2 separate regions of the Oryctolagus cuniculus genome follow, and region 2 is linked to region 1. Evidence: chromatin contacts called from public Hi-C data. All regions are on one chromosome and are shown on one strand. Each heading gives the region's core, a stretch centred on a gene start, on an enhancer-like site or on the middle of the called end of the contact. The rest is flanking DNA. Distances are from core to core; before and after follow the strand shown.

Evidence for each region. Hi-C and Micro-C count contacts between places; a contact is called where the count stands out from the background.
Region 2: a Hi-C map of an unstated tissue shows a contact between it and region 1, with 2.7 times the contacts expected there. The contact joins the promoter of REEP3 here to the enhancer-like site in region 1. A contact is called at or near these places in 2 of 6 Hi-C or Micro-C datasets (psoas muscle and an unstated tissue).

What each region holds. Positions count from the first base shown.
Region 1 is chr15:55,705,825-55,712,751 of mOryCun1.1, reverse strand. The region is part of intron 2 of JMJD1C (jumonji domain containing 1C); the gene reads left to right. Among named protein-coding and RNA genes, the nearest start is that of MIR1296, 26 kb to the right of the region's middle. Within about 2 kb of position 3,746, at least 1 of the 8 cell types and tissues checked has an H3K27ac peak or open chromatin away from gene starts, as enhancers often do.
Region 2 is chr15:55,821,185-55,828,111 of mOryCun1.1, reverse strand. REEP3 (receptor accessory protein 3) reads right to left here and starts at 2,985. Exons shown (of 8, transcript XM_008270080.4): 1 at 2,813-2,985. The coding sequence starts at 2,844. It overlaps JMJD1C (jumonji domain containing 1C), which reads left to right. Exons shown (of 27, transcript XM_051823261.2): 1 at 1-2,652. The coding sequence starts at 2,280.

The sequences.
Region 1 (6,927 bases), core at 2,497-4,996:
ATAATCATACAGTTTTATTCTTAAGTTTATTAATGTGATGTGTCACATTTATTGATTTGCGAATGTTGAACCACCCCTGCATACCAAGGATAAATTCCACTTTGAGTGAATGATCTTTCTGATGTGTTGTTGGTTTTGATTAGCTAATATCTTTTTTTAAAGATTTGTTACAGTGAGAGGTAGAGATAGAGAGATAGAGAGGTGTAGAGAGAGAGAGAGAGAGAGGAGAGAGAGGTAGAGGTAGAGAGAGAGAGGAGAGAGAGAGATGTCTTCCATCCACTGGTTCACTCCCCAGATGGCCGCAAGGGCTGGAGATGCACAGATCAGAAGCCAGGAGCTTCTTCCGAGTCTCCCATGTGGGTGCAGGGGCCCAAGGATTTGGGCCTTCTACTACTTTTCCAGGCCATAGCAGAGAGTTGGATGGGAAGAGGGGCAGCCAGGACTAGAACCTGAGCCCATATGAGATGCTGGTGCTTCAGGCCAGGGCTTTAACCCACTGCGCCACAGCGCCGGCCCCTCGATTAGCTAATATTTTGTTGAGGATTTTTGTATCCATGTTCATCAGTGATAATGGTAAATAGTTCTCTTTCTATGTTGCATGTTTTTTCTGGTTTGAGAATTAAGCTGATGCTGGCTTCATAGAAGATGTTTGGGAAGATTCCCGCTCTCAGTTGTTTTGAATAGTTTCAGAAGGATTGGGATTAGTTCATCTTTAAAAAGTCTGGTAGATTTTTGCAGTGGGAGAGTGTTTATTACTGATTCGATCTCCATCTTGGTTATTTGTCTGTTTACATTTTCTGTGTTTTTGTGATTCAGTTTTGGTAGATTGTATGTCTTAAGAATCTTTCCATTTCTTGTAAATTTTCCAGTTTGTTGGTGTATAGCTATTTGTAGCTTCCCCCCTCCCCCTTTCTTTGGTTGGGCCAATGATGTATCAATTTTATTTATTTTTTCAAAATACCAGCTCTTCTCTTCACTAGTCTTTTATGTCAGTATTCTCTAATTTTAATTATTTCTTTCCTCCTACTAATTTGGGGTTTGGTTTGTTGTTTTTCTAGGTCCTTGAGATGCATTGATTGTGTATTTATTTGATGGCTTTCCATTTTCTTGATGTAGGCACTAATTGCTGTAAACTCCCCTTTTAATGCTTCTACTGATCCCATAAGCTTTGATACATTGCATTGTCATCTTCATTGGTTTCTAGGAATGTTTTGGTTTCCCTGTTCATGTCTTTTATGACCCACTGTTCATTCAGGAGCATGTTCTTTCGTCTCCATATGTTTTCATGTTTTCTAGAGAATCTTCAGCTTTTTTTTTTTTTTTTTTTTTTTTTTTTTTTTTTTTTTGACAGGCAGAGTGGAGAGTGAGAGAGAGAGACAGAGAAAAAGGTCTTCCTTTGCCGTTGGTTCACCCTCCAATGGCCGCCACGGCTGGCACGCTGTGGCCAGTGCACCGCGCTGATCCGAAGGCAGGAGCCAGGTACTTATCCTGGTCTCCCATGGGGTGCAGGGCCCAAGTACTTGGGCCATCCTCCACTGCCTTCCCGGGCCACAGAAGAGAGCTGGCCTGGAAGAGGGGCAACCGGGACAGAATCTGGCGACCCGATTGGGACTAGAACCTGGTGTGCTGGCGCCGCAAGGCGGAGGATTAGCCTATTGAGCCACGACGCTGGCCTAGAGATTCTTAAGTTGTTAATTTCCAGCTTTATTCCATTGTGGTCAGAAAAGATACATGATTTGATTTTCATTTTTTTTAAATTTGCTAATACTTGCTTTAAGTCTTTATGATGTAGAAGACATTCTAAAAGTCAAAATGTCTCCAACTAGAAATGATAAGTGAAGTGAGAAATTATGGGAAGGCAATAGACTTTTTTTAATGTGTCCTTTTATTGGGAGTATGGTGCTGAAACACTTTTATTCATATTGCCTTTTTTTTTTTTTTGGACAGTAAGAGAGAGAGACAGAGAGAAAGGTCTTCCTTTGCCGTTGGTTCACCCTCCAATGGCCGCCGCGGCTGGGGCGCTGCGGCCGGCGCATCACGCTGATCCGAAGGCAGGAGCCAGGTGCTTTTCCTGGTTTCCCATGGGGTGCAGGGCCCAAACACCTGGGCCATCCTCCACTGCCTTCCCGGGCCACAGCAGAGAGCTGGCCTGGAAGAGGGGCAACCGGGACAGAATGCGGTGCCCCGACCGGGACTAGAACCCGGTGTGCTGGCGCCACAAGGCGGAGGATTAGCCTAGTGAGCCACGGCGCTGGCCCATATTGCTTTGATTGCCCTTAGGTTATTACAAGAAGACTAATACTTTGGGATTTTTATTTTAATAAAAAGGAGCCAGTGCTATGGTGCAGCCCATTAAGCTGCCATCTGCAGTGCTGACATCCTATATGGTTTGAGTCCTGGCTGTTCTGTTTCTGTTCCTGCTCCCTGCTAATGTGCCTGGGAAAGCAGTAGAAGATGGCTTGAGTCCTTGGACCCCTGTACCCATGTGGGAGACCTGAAAGAAGCTCCTAGCTTCTGCCTGGCCTGACCTGGCCTGGCCCTTACTGTTGACACTCATTTGGGCAGTAAACCAGCAGATAGAAGATCTCTGTTTTCCTTCTCTCTCTGTGTGTGTGTATGTAATTCTGCCTTTCAAATGAATAACTTCTTTAAAAAAATTAAATAAGGGGGCCGGCACTGTGGCGCAGTAGGTTAATCCTCCTCTTGCAGTGCCGGCATCCCATATGGGTGCCAGTTCTAGTCCTGGCTGCTCTGCTAATCCAGCTCTCTCGTATGGCCTGGGAAAGCAGTGGAAGATGGCCCAGGTCCTTGGGCCCCTGCACCTGCATGGGAGATCAGGAGGAAGCACCTGGCTCCTGGCTTTGGATCAGTGCAGCTTCAGCCATTGTGGCCATTTGGGGAGTGAACCAACGGAAGGAAGACCTTTCTCTCTGACTCTCTCTCTCACTGTCCGTAACTCTCCCTCTCAAATAAATAAAATCTTAAAAAAAAAAAAATTAGGAATACTGACTCCATCAATCAGAAGGTATTAAACAAGTTTTTTGGAGCAGCCTACAAGATGCTTGTATCTTGGAGCGGTAGGTGTAACTCTACCTCTCAAATAAATAGAAAATCTGATCTGAAAAAAAATAAAAATAAAAATTTAAATAAAAAACTGAGGGTTCTATCTTAGGAAAGAAAAAGAACAAATTAAACAAATTGAGACAAAGGCAGGAAATGAAGACAAGAGTAGTTGTCAGTTAAATATAAAATAAAAGGGAAGAAGTGAACCAAACTAGTTTGAAGTAACAGTTTTCACCTATCAAGTAGTAACCTGCTTGGCTCCCCTTTTTTGCTCCAAGGGACAACCCACTGGTCTAATGAGCCTTTGGAGGAGCCCTTGCAGGATTTTTTTTACTGAAATGCAAAATGGTGTAATATTCTGCATTTGGGAGTTGTTAATATTAAATACAACTGTATCTTTTGATCTAGGGAATCTTACTGCAAGAAATATATCCCAAAAATAGAAATAAAAAATGACATATTTGTGAGGCTGTGTTCTTTGCAGCACCACTTCTCAGTGTAGGTCGAATACAAAATGGTTTGTGTGTCAAATGGGCAGTCACATAGGTGAAAAACAAAAACAAAGTGTCTTATGTGCCTTGATAATAATCATGCGTAACTTGTCAGTGTGGATAGGATCTGACTCAGTAGGTGATTTCATCATTAAACAGTATACTTAAGCCAAAACTGCTATGATGTCACCAGGTCATACATTCTCGGGACCATTGTCATGACTAGTATATGCAGTCTGTTGATAAAAACATTATGTGACTCATGAACATCACAAACTATTGAGTAAAAATAATACCAGTGGATAAAGTATGCTAGTTTTAACATGTGAATGTGTAGGTATGTGTTCATTTTACTTCTGCTTTTCAAAAACTTGGAATTAACAAACTAACCCTTGATAGGGTAGAAGGAGAAAAGTGATAGCTAAACTTCTCTGAACTTAATCTTGTTTTCTAGTTGTGGCTTTGAAATTACGTAAATGTTTTATGTAATTCTGAAATCTAAAATGGATTATTTTCATTAACCTCTCTTCTCCTATCTTAACATTTAAAGTAAATTGAAACAAAGAAGCCTAAGTAGCATAATCATAGGACTATTTTAAGTAACTTTAAAACAGAAATTTGGGCTAGCATTATGATGTATGGGATTGGGCTGCTGCCCAGTGTGGTGCTGGCATCCCATATAGGTGTAGGTTCATGTCCCAACTGCTCAATTTCCTTATTTTATTTTTTAAAGATTTATTTATTTGAAAAGCAGCGTTGCAGAGAGGTAGAAGCAGAGAGAGAGTAAGAAAGAGGTCTTCCATCTCCTGGTTCACTCTCCAGATGGCCACAACAGCTGGAGCTGGGCCAATCTGAAGTCAGGTGCCAGGAACTTCTTCCTTGTCTCCCATGCAGGTTCAGGGGCCCAAGGACTTGGGCCATCTTCTCCTGCTTTCCCAGGCCATAGCAGAGAGCTGAATCAGAAGTACAGCAGCTGGGACTTGAACTGGAGCCTGTATGGGATGCCAGCACTGCAGACAGCAGCTTTACTTGCTACTCCGTAGTGCTACTGTGCCCCTACCCCTCATCCCCCCACACCCTGCTGCTCCACTTCTGATCCAGCTCCCTGCTGCTGCCCCTGGGAGGGCAGCTGGGGGTGGCCTAAGAGCTTGGGTGCCTGCACCCACTTGGGAGACCCAGAAGAAGCTCCTGGCTTCTGACTTTGGCCTAGCACAAGCCCTGACTGTTGTGGGCATTTGGGGGGTAAGCCAGCAGATGGAAGATTCCTCCCACCACCACCATCCTTCTCTCTATCCCCCCTTCCCTTCTCCTCTTTTCTGTGACTCTCCCTGTCAAATAAATAAATAATTTTTTTAGAAGTATAGGAATTTAATTGTGTACGCTTTAGGGGATTATTCCCTGAGGACAAAGAATGGAACAAAAACCTTAAATGGTTTTCAGTAATCATAATCTTGGTGTGACAAAGCAAATGAATTTAATTTTGTTGGTATCATTGTATAACAATTTTCAGTATGAGAGAAATGATACAGAAATAAAATATCAATGAAATTGAAAGTTGCATAGAATTTTATTTAAGTATTGGTATATATGGCCGGCGCCGCGGCTCACTAGGCTAATCCTCCGCCTAGCGGCGCCGGCACACCGGGTTCTAGTCCCGGTCGGGGCGCCGGATTCTGTCCCGGTTGCCCCTCTTCCAGGCCAGCCCTCTGCTGTGGCCAGGGAGTGCAGTGGAGGATGGCCCAGGTGCTTGGGCCCTGCACCCCATGGGAGACCAGGAAAAGCACCTGGCTCCTGGCTCCTGCCATCGGATCAGCGCGGTGCGCCGGCCGCGGCGGCCATTGGAGGGTGAACCAACGGCAAAGGAAGACCTTTCTGTCTCTCTCTCTCACTGTCCACTCTGCCTGTCAAAATAAAATTAAAAAAAAAAAAAAAAGTATTGGTATATAAAGTCAGGCTAACTCTAATGACCAACTATAAAAATGTCTAGAAAAAGTTACCAGCTCAAGAGTAATATCACTCCAAGCATTCAGATTGTTGTCTCCGAATGCTGTTTCCCACCAAAAAGTACCACAGTTCCTTAGATGTATGTAAGCAGGAAATGGATAAGGTAATCGAGGGATGTTTTATTATTCCTGAAGCAAGGAAGATATTAAATGATTACTCAAATCTTGTCTGAAGAACTTTCTCACTAGCCAAATACTGGAAAAATTGCCAGTAATTAGGATAATAATGGCAATGATTTGAAACATACCATGTTTAAATTCGGAGAGTTTATAATGATTCCAAAAAGGCACTCATTGTGACCATTCTGGGAAGTTAGCATACCAATTCATTATCTCTAAAACTCAGAATCAAACAAGTTACTTGCCTTTCCTAAAGAAGCACTGTCATTGAAATCAAAGATTTGATGAGAGGAGTTTTCACTTAATAGACTTATTCCAGACAGTAGATGATAAAGAATTGTATAACAAGAATCTCACTATTTTGCAGCTCTCAGTGAAATACTTGATTTAGATAGTAATCCTTAACTGCTGTTACCACACAAAGATATGCACATACAATACATTAATGTCTCTTTAATAAGGAACACAGTGTTATTTAAGTGGTAGCCTCCTCTGTTAGTCCTGAATTTGATTAAGACTAGATTCAATAAACCATTACAGGAAATACAAATTCAAGGGACTGTGTTTTAAAATGACATAGGGGAATAGCTAACAAATGGATAGTTGAAGGATAATTGAAGGCTGGATAAGACGGATGACTTAATTTCATTTTTAAAAAATTTGTAAACAGAATCAAGAAGGTAGAAAGTACAAATAAAAACAGATTTAAAAGTCATGAGAACCACTTGCAATATGTAGAGTTTATTTGGGTCTTAATTTGAAAAACACACACACACACCTGTAATACCCAACCTAGACACTTGAATGTTGGCAGAAAATGGTATTAGAGAACTTTTTTTTTAAAGGCCATGAGTTGAAAAATCTTGAAATTGGATGATGAGTTTATAGGAGTCTATTATGTTTTTGTCTCTATAGTGAAAATTTGAAAAAAGGTAGATATTTTCAAAATATCTTTTAAATGTTTAAAATCGGCCAGTAATCTAGCATACTGAATAGCTGAAGAATTATTGATGGTTTTAAATATTTTTTAGTTTTCAGTCTTCTAGTGAAGAGCCATAATAGCTATTTTCATTTGAAGACTATGCTATTTCTTAAATTCAAGCATTGTAGGTAAACTCATGAGAATAAAGAAATAAAGAAAAATCTCAATAGAGTTTGATAATAGGGAAAATTAATTCTATGAATTTGATTTTTGAAATGGAATGTTCCTGAAAAAAAAAAAAGCATGTACATTTATGTAGAATTTTTAA
Region 2 (6,927 bases), core at 1,736-4,235, 120 kb before region 1:
ATTCAGCTGGTTAATAAAACCAAAGCTATTTTTCAGTTACAGATTTCCTGATGACAGTCCAGTCATACTCTTTTTCCTATACCACTTTACTCCTCACCTCCCCTCTTCCATCCACGAAAAATCTATCTTATGTTTTAAGTGCAAACTAAAGGCCAGCCATCATACTCAGCACATTTTTGGCTAAACTAATTTAATCTTCTCAACAGTTTCAGCAGGCAAATATGACAGCTATTTTAAGATGAGGAGACTGAACCTCAATTGGGTTTAGTATGCTGCCCAAGGCCACATTATTAACTAGCATCCAGACCCAATTTCACAGCCAGTGCTCCTGCGCCCAGGTTGTGCTGCAAGGATTGGGCAGAACGTGGTCTTGCACCCACGCAGCTCTGGTGACAGATCCCTTGTGTTCCTGCTCTTGCCACCAGAGAGGTTCATGTTGAAAGAACTGTCTGATCTTGCTCAGTTTGAGCTGGTTGCTTCAGTGGGTTAGAAAGAATGTAAATAAATTCTACCTGCTGGTGTGAAAAAGGTTTCCAAGTTTGGGTAGATCCTAGGATTGTTCGTTCTTGTTTAGAGACGGAAACTGAAGAGCAAAGGAGAAAGATCTAATGATGCTTGTATTCCCTGACAAGTGTGCTATCTAACGTGCTGAGGGATCAATGGCTCAGGAAATGTTTCCCAACACTTGATAAACACATTTCTTTCCATGACCTTTTCTTCCTTAGATTTGTTCCCTTTCCTTTGCTTCAAACCTTAAGTTCTGTAGGCTGTATTACTAAAGGCTTCAGCCCTCTCTCTCCAGTTAGGGAGCCTCCTAAGTGGTCTCCCTTTCTTCTGAGTCTCTCCATTGGACAAAACAAGGGCAGAGAATTTTCCACAGTGAAGCTACTGCTAACATATAGGATCCATCCCTTCTTTCTTGAAAACAAGCCCCAGACTATCTTTCTAGATTTCTCTCTCTCCAGGGGCTTAAGCCACTGTGACTAATTCAGGCTTGGGCTCACACCAATTGCTCCATCAGGAACCCTCCTTGCCTGTCTAGATTCTGTCCATTCTTCAAGGCCATTGCAAATGTAATCGCCCTTGCCTCTTCCGATGATCCTTCAACCACATATAACTTTCTTGCCTAACACTGAGCGTCATCTGGGTGTACCTCTTAAAAGCTTTGACACTCTGACCCTGACTGCAGACACCTGTGGATCTTAAATTGTCCGTTTCATTAAGTCAACAAGTTGTTACAGACCTGTATGTTATAGGTAGCATCTAGAAGATGCCTTATTTACAGTCAATGATCAAAACACAAATGACATTTGAGTAATGCCAAGGAAATCAAAATGCTTCACAATTTTCTATCATTTGAAGAACTGGCCAAAGAAACTGAGAGTTAAAAAAAAAAGAAAAAGAAATAAAAAAAAAGCACAGTTTCTTAAGAGGGCAGATGCAACAGTTGATAGACAGCTACTAGGTCGAGAAAGGTGTGCCTGGATTACGCAAAGATCAGAGGCCTGGAAAAGGCTACAAAAAACAATCTGAAAGCATCTGTGGCACGCTTTTATTTCTTTATTTTTAGTTTTACACAGATAAACGCAGGAAGCTTTGAGTCTTCAAAACTAGTTGGTCGTTCAATGGAGTGATGAATTTTGAATGCTACAGTGCTCATCAGTTGGGCTACTAAAGGGATTCCCAACAAAAACCCAACCTCAGAGAATTTACCTCCTTTTTCCTCGTTAAAAACGAAATAAGCAATCTGGAAATGCTGTATTTTCCCTAAATTCTAAAGCGAATCTGAGAAGCCCACGGCCTCACATAAACATTTCATAAAGGTGCTGATCGTGAATAATGAATGGATTCAGGGGCCCTGGCTGTGACTACGTCATCGTTGTTTACTCGGGGACTTTTATTTTTTTTTTCTTTTTTGGGGGGAGGGGTTACATGGGAAGGAGGGAATCAGTTTAAGTTATATTCATATACCTTTACTGAGTAAACGCCACAATCCAACGGACACGAAGAATTTGCTGGTGAAAGCACAATGAAATGAAGCGATAATCTGAACAAAGGCAACAGGCACCTGCCGTCTCTCAATCCCTGAGCAAATATTTCCGCCAAGACGGGGGCAATTTGGGGATGTGGGCGAGCAGGCGGGCGTCACCTTTTTAATAGCAGCCGCCTTTCTCGGTAAGCTGTAAACCTGGCAACAACTGGGACCCTTCCAAAGGATCCCGAGCTGGGAGCGGTCTCAGGTTTTCAGACAAATCTCTCCTCCTACCACACGTGACCCAATGGCAATCAGCCGCCGCGAGAGACACCGCAACGCATCAGCCGCGGGATACAAAGGCTTCGGCGCCGCCGCCGCCGCATCCCCGGGAGGATCGCCGAGCCTCCCGCGCTCGGCGTCAGCGGAGTTTGCGCAGGTCGCCGCCACGAGGCGCGCCACTCCCGGGCCCACAGGGCGGTGCCGCGCAGCGCGGGGAACGGGAGCAGGGGGCGCGCGCCGCCTGCCCTGTGCGCCTGCCCACCCAGCGCCGCCGGAGCAGGGGCGCCGAGTCGCACGCAGCCGAGCAGGGCCGCGCCGCACCGCGCCGTGCCGCAGCCGCAGCCGCCACCACTGGACCCTCGTCCGCCGCACGGAGCCCCGCAGCGACGTGGACCAGGGTGAGGAAGCCGAGGGCCCCCAGCTCCCGGGTGTGGGCCCAAGGCCGGGCCACCCCACCCCCGCCCAGGCCCGGGCCTTCCTTTTCTCCGGGCCCCTGCCCCGCTCCACAGCTCCTCCGGGCCTCAGCGCGGGCAGCGGGGCGTCGTGAGCGGCACTTACACCACGGCTCTGGAGATCATCCAGGACACCATCTTCCTGGGGGGCTTGGGCCCCACCTCCGGGGCGGGTGGGCACTGAGCGCGGCTGACCAGGCCGCCAACGGCAGGCCGCGCGCTCGCCGGCTCCTCGCGCTCCCCGGGGCCGCGCTGGCGCCCTCGGGAGCCGGGCCCGGTGTCTGCGCGCGGCGGCCCGAGCTGCGCGGCGGTGGGTCCCCCGCCCGTCCCCGCCCGCCGTCCGAGCCGCGGCGGAGCCGACCGGCCCCGCCCCTGCGCTCCGCTGATAGGCGGTGGCGGCGGCGGCGCGTTGGTCCCGGCCGGGGGCAGGCGGCCGGGCTCCGGGGGCTGGACCGGCGGGGACCCCGGTCGGCGCCACGCGGCCGCGACCCACACCCCTGCGCTCCGGCCTCCCTTGCCGGCCTCCTTCGAGACGCCCACCTGGCGTGAAGAGAGAGTGTGTGGGGGTGTTGGAGGCTGGGGAAGGGGACTCGGGGGTCGGGGTCGTCATTGCGCGTGTGAAAGATAAAACTGCAGAAACTCTGTGTGGGATAGAAACCTCCAGACCAGGCCCTGGATTCTGGAGAGCCGAGAGTTTGAGGCGTGCTCGCCCACATCCGGTCCCTGCGCTGTTTACGAAGGCCCAGTACCGAGGGCATCTTCACAGTACGGCATTTTTCAGGGAAACGTTTGCAGGGCCTACTTGCACAGGCCTCGGGTATACCTCGAGCCTCCCCGTGCATGGTGCAATGCAGGGATGGATGGAGGAAGAGAGTGTTGGATTTCGTGTTTGCAGTTAGCGTGTCGGGGCGTCTGGGGCCACCTTTCCATCAGAGCATCTGCACAGCTTGTTTTTCTGACGCAAATCTCCAGTATTCCTTGAGCCAGATAATTCAAGGTAAAAAAGCTGGGCCAGGTATTCCTGACTTTTACTGATGCTTACAACTGTATTTTTGGGGAGGTTGCGTTGCCGCTTTACACCTTGTAGTTCCTGTAAATGTCGTCTTAGGAGCAGAATTTTAATTTTGGCTACAGGACCAAATTAAGAAACCTGATCCCGAAGTTTAGCTCTTTTTTTTTTTTTTTCTGATTAAAAGGTAATTAAAGGTAATTCTGGTATTCAGATGGTGTGAAGAATAAAGGGTAAAATGTAGGCTTGGAGCCTTTAATTTTATCTTTAATTAAAGTCCTAGAAAATATGATGGTTTACTTTGTGACCATACTGTAATTTATTCTTTTTGTTCCTCAGTTTCTCCATAGTAAAAAGAGACTAATAATACTGTTGGCTGCTGCTTGCCTTTCGGGGTGTGGGGAGGCATTGCTAAATAACATGTTCAGGAAGTGCTCTGATTTGCTTGGAAGAAAATCAAGGGACACAGACTCCTAGGTTATTCTGAGTTCTTTTCAGTTCCCAGAGTCAATAAATTTAGTAAAATTTTGATTAAAGAAACGCGTTTAGAAGCTGCTTTTTGCTCTTGGGTTAGGTTCTTTTTGCTTATTTATTGTGTAAAGAATATTTTTATCTCAGGAATCTCACTGATAACTTGTGTTTGTTCTGAATTTTATTTTTGGTCATTGTTCAGCAGTGTTAGGGGATCAGGTGTGTCCTCTAAACCAGTGTTCTGGAGGATTCTCTTGCCTTATAAAACTCCAACATGTTTAAATGTCATTCAGATCCCTTCATGAGCAGGCTCTGAAATATTCTTCACATTCTTATTTTTTATTGCTCTTGTCCCCAATCCCTAGTGCACCCATTTTGTACCTCTCTTCTCTGAAGCTATATTTTCATGTTCAGTGCCTTTGCCCTGACTTAAATTTTCCTGTAATGTTTTGCTCCCCATTCTTTATCATTTTAGGTTAGAGTCCATCCACATTTTTCAATGTCCAATGCCATGAAGATGTCCTTGAATTTGCTCAGTGGTGATGATTCATGCTTTCCTCTGGGCCCCTGTAATTTATTACTTAAATTTCCACTTAGTAACTCTCATTCTGCTTTTACTCAATGTCTAACTTATTGGATGATAAAGTGAGGGCAGGTATGGTGTATTGCAGATTTTTGTATTATCCTAGTCTCTAACCTAGAATAGGGTAAATGCCCAGTGAAAGTTGAAATAATGTTTGTTAAATACAGTCACTCTCTTACGTATCAAAAGTTTTAAAAATTTCTGCCATGAGCATTAGAAATCTCTTAAAAATGTATGTCCTTCTAACTTTGGGGTCATCATTATAAATATTATTTCACTAAATGACAATGCATGAATACCTTCAGTGGTTGCTATCTGCTTTGTTAAATGTCCCTGGACTGAGATGCTATGTGTTATTTCACTTTATATGCCTATTATATGTTTTCTGCCTCTTCTACATTAATGTTACCTTTTACTGTTTTCATTCTGTTTAATTGAAATCGTTTCCTTCTTTAGAACTCAGTGGGACATGGGTTGCAAATCCCTTGTGGTGTGCTACACACATGTTGTTGAGTCATCTTGGCTACTCAAATTCAGGTAGTGTTTATTCCCATTTGATACCATGGAAACTGAGGTTTAGAGCTATTACTCACTAACCAGTGATCCTATAGCTCACAGGGACAAAACTGGAACTGTGATCCGGGCTTTCCAAGTTTCTTTATATTGTACTGTGGTACACAGGGAGATTGTGTCGGCAGGGGGCCCTGATGGGGGTTGTCCTTTAGGGACAAACTGGGAAGCATTTCTTTGGTTTTTTTAAATGATTGAGACTGTTAGTATTTGATGGGTGGCGACAAGTACCTTGTGCTTTATGTGGGACAGTCCTGAGTGAAGTATTGTGTCCTGTATGACCTGGGAATACCCCGCCTGGTATTCATGTAGTATTTGTAATCATCTGAGCCTGGAATTTCCATTTTACATATATGTAAAGTCACAGTTTTTTTCTGAGGCTGAATTTTCCAATGCCTATTTCCACGTTCAGCTGTTGTGTAAATTGAAAGGGTGATTTTGTTCACCACTTGGCCAGGAGTTGTTTACAGTTTTTGGAAGATTGCATCACACACCGCTGTGCATTTGTTGTTAGTGTGTTCACCTAATTACTTCTTTACATTTTTTTTAAATTTTTTAAAGATTTTATTATTTGAAAGTCAGAGTTACACAGAGAGAGGAGAGACAAAGATACCTTCCATCCACTGGTTCATTCCCCACATGGCTGCAATGACCAGGGTCATTGACCATGAATCAGGAGCTTTGTCTGCGTCTCCTACATGGGTGTGGGGCCCAAGCACTTGGGCTATCTTCTGCTGCTTTTCTAGGCACATTAGCAGGGAGCTGGATCTGAAGTGGAGTAGCTGGGACTTGAACTGATTGATGTGTGTATGGGATGCTGGCATCGCAGGCTGTGGCTTAACCTGTTGTGCCACAGTACCAGCCCCTTTAAACATCTATGTCTTGACCAGTATTCACATTTCCCTTTTCCATTTATATTTTATTTAGTATATGTGCATACACTTGAAATTTTTTGTAGGATGATTGTTGTGGATTTCATATCAGGGTGCTAAAGTGGAAATTGGGAAACATTTTATGGAAAAGGCACATTGAGTCTAGTATGGTTGAGAACCTCTGTTCTAAAGTAAGAGTATCTTTGAGAAGGACCCTCTTGTGAAAAGTGTCTAGATTTTAATGGTGGGTATTTCTAATTTCTGTGTTTAGATGGTGCCTCAGATGGTTAAGATCTGCTAGCAGGTAGCTAGCCTCTCTAAGGTAAGGCTCTAGGGATGAGAAAATGCAGTACTTTCTTCATAGAAGCTTTTCTTCTGTGGTAGTGTTTTGTGTGCTTGAGAACATTTCTTATATAGAAGACTGAAAATTATTTATTTTTAACGATTTGTTTTCTTTCAAAAGGCAAAGTGACAGAGAGAGGGAAAGACAGGGAGAGATCCTCCATCCACTGATTCACTCCCCAGATGTCTGTAACAGGGCTGGGCCAGACCAAAGCCAGAAGCCTTGGAGTTCCATCAGGGTTGCCCACGTGGGTGGCAGAACCTAAGGACTGGGGCAACTTCCTTTCCCAGGCGTATTAGCAGAAAGCTGTATTGGTTGCAAGACAACACCAGCCTCAGAAAATTATTGTTTTGAATACTGAGCTTAATTGTTT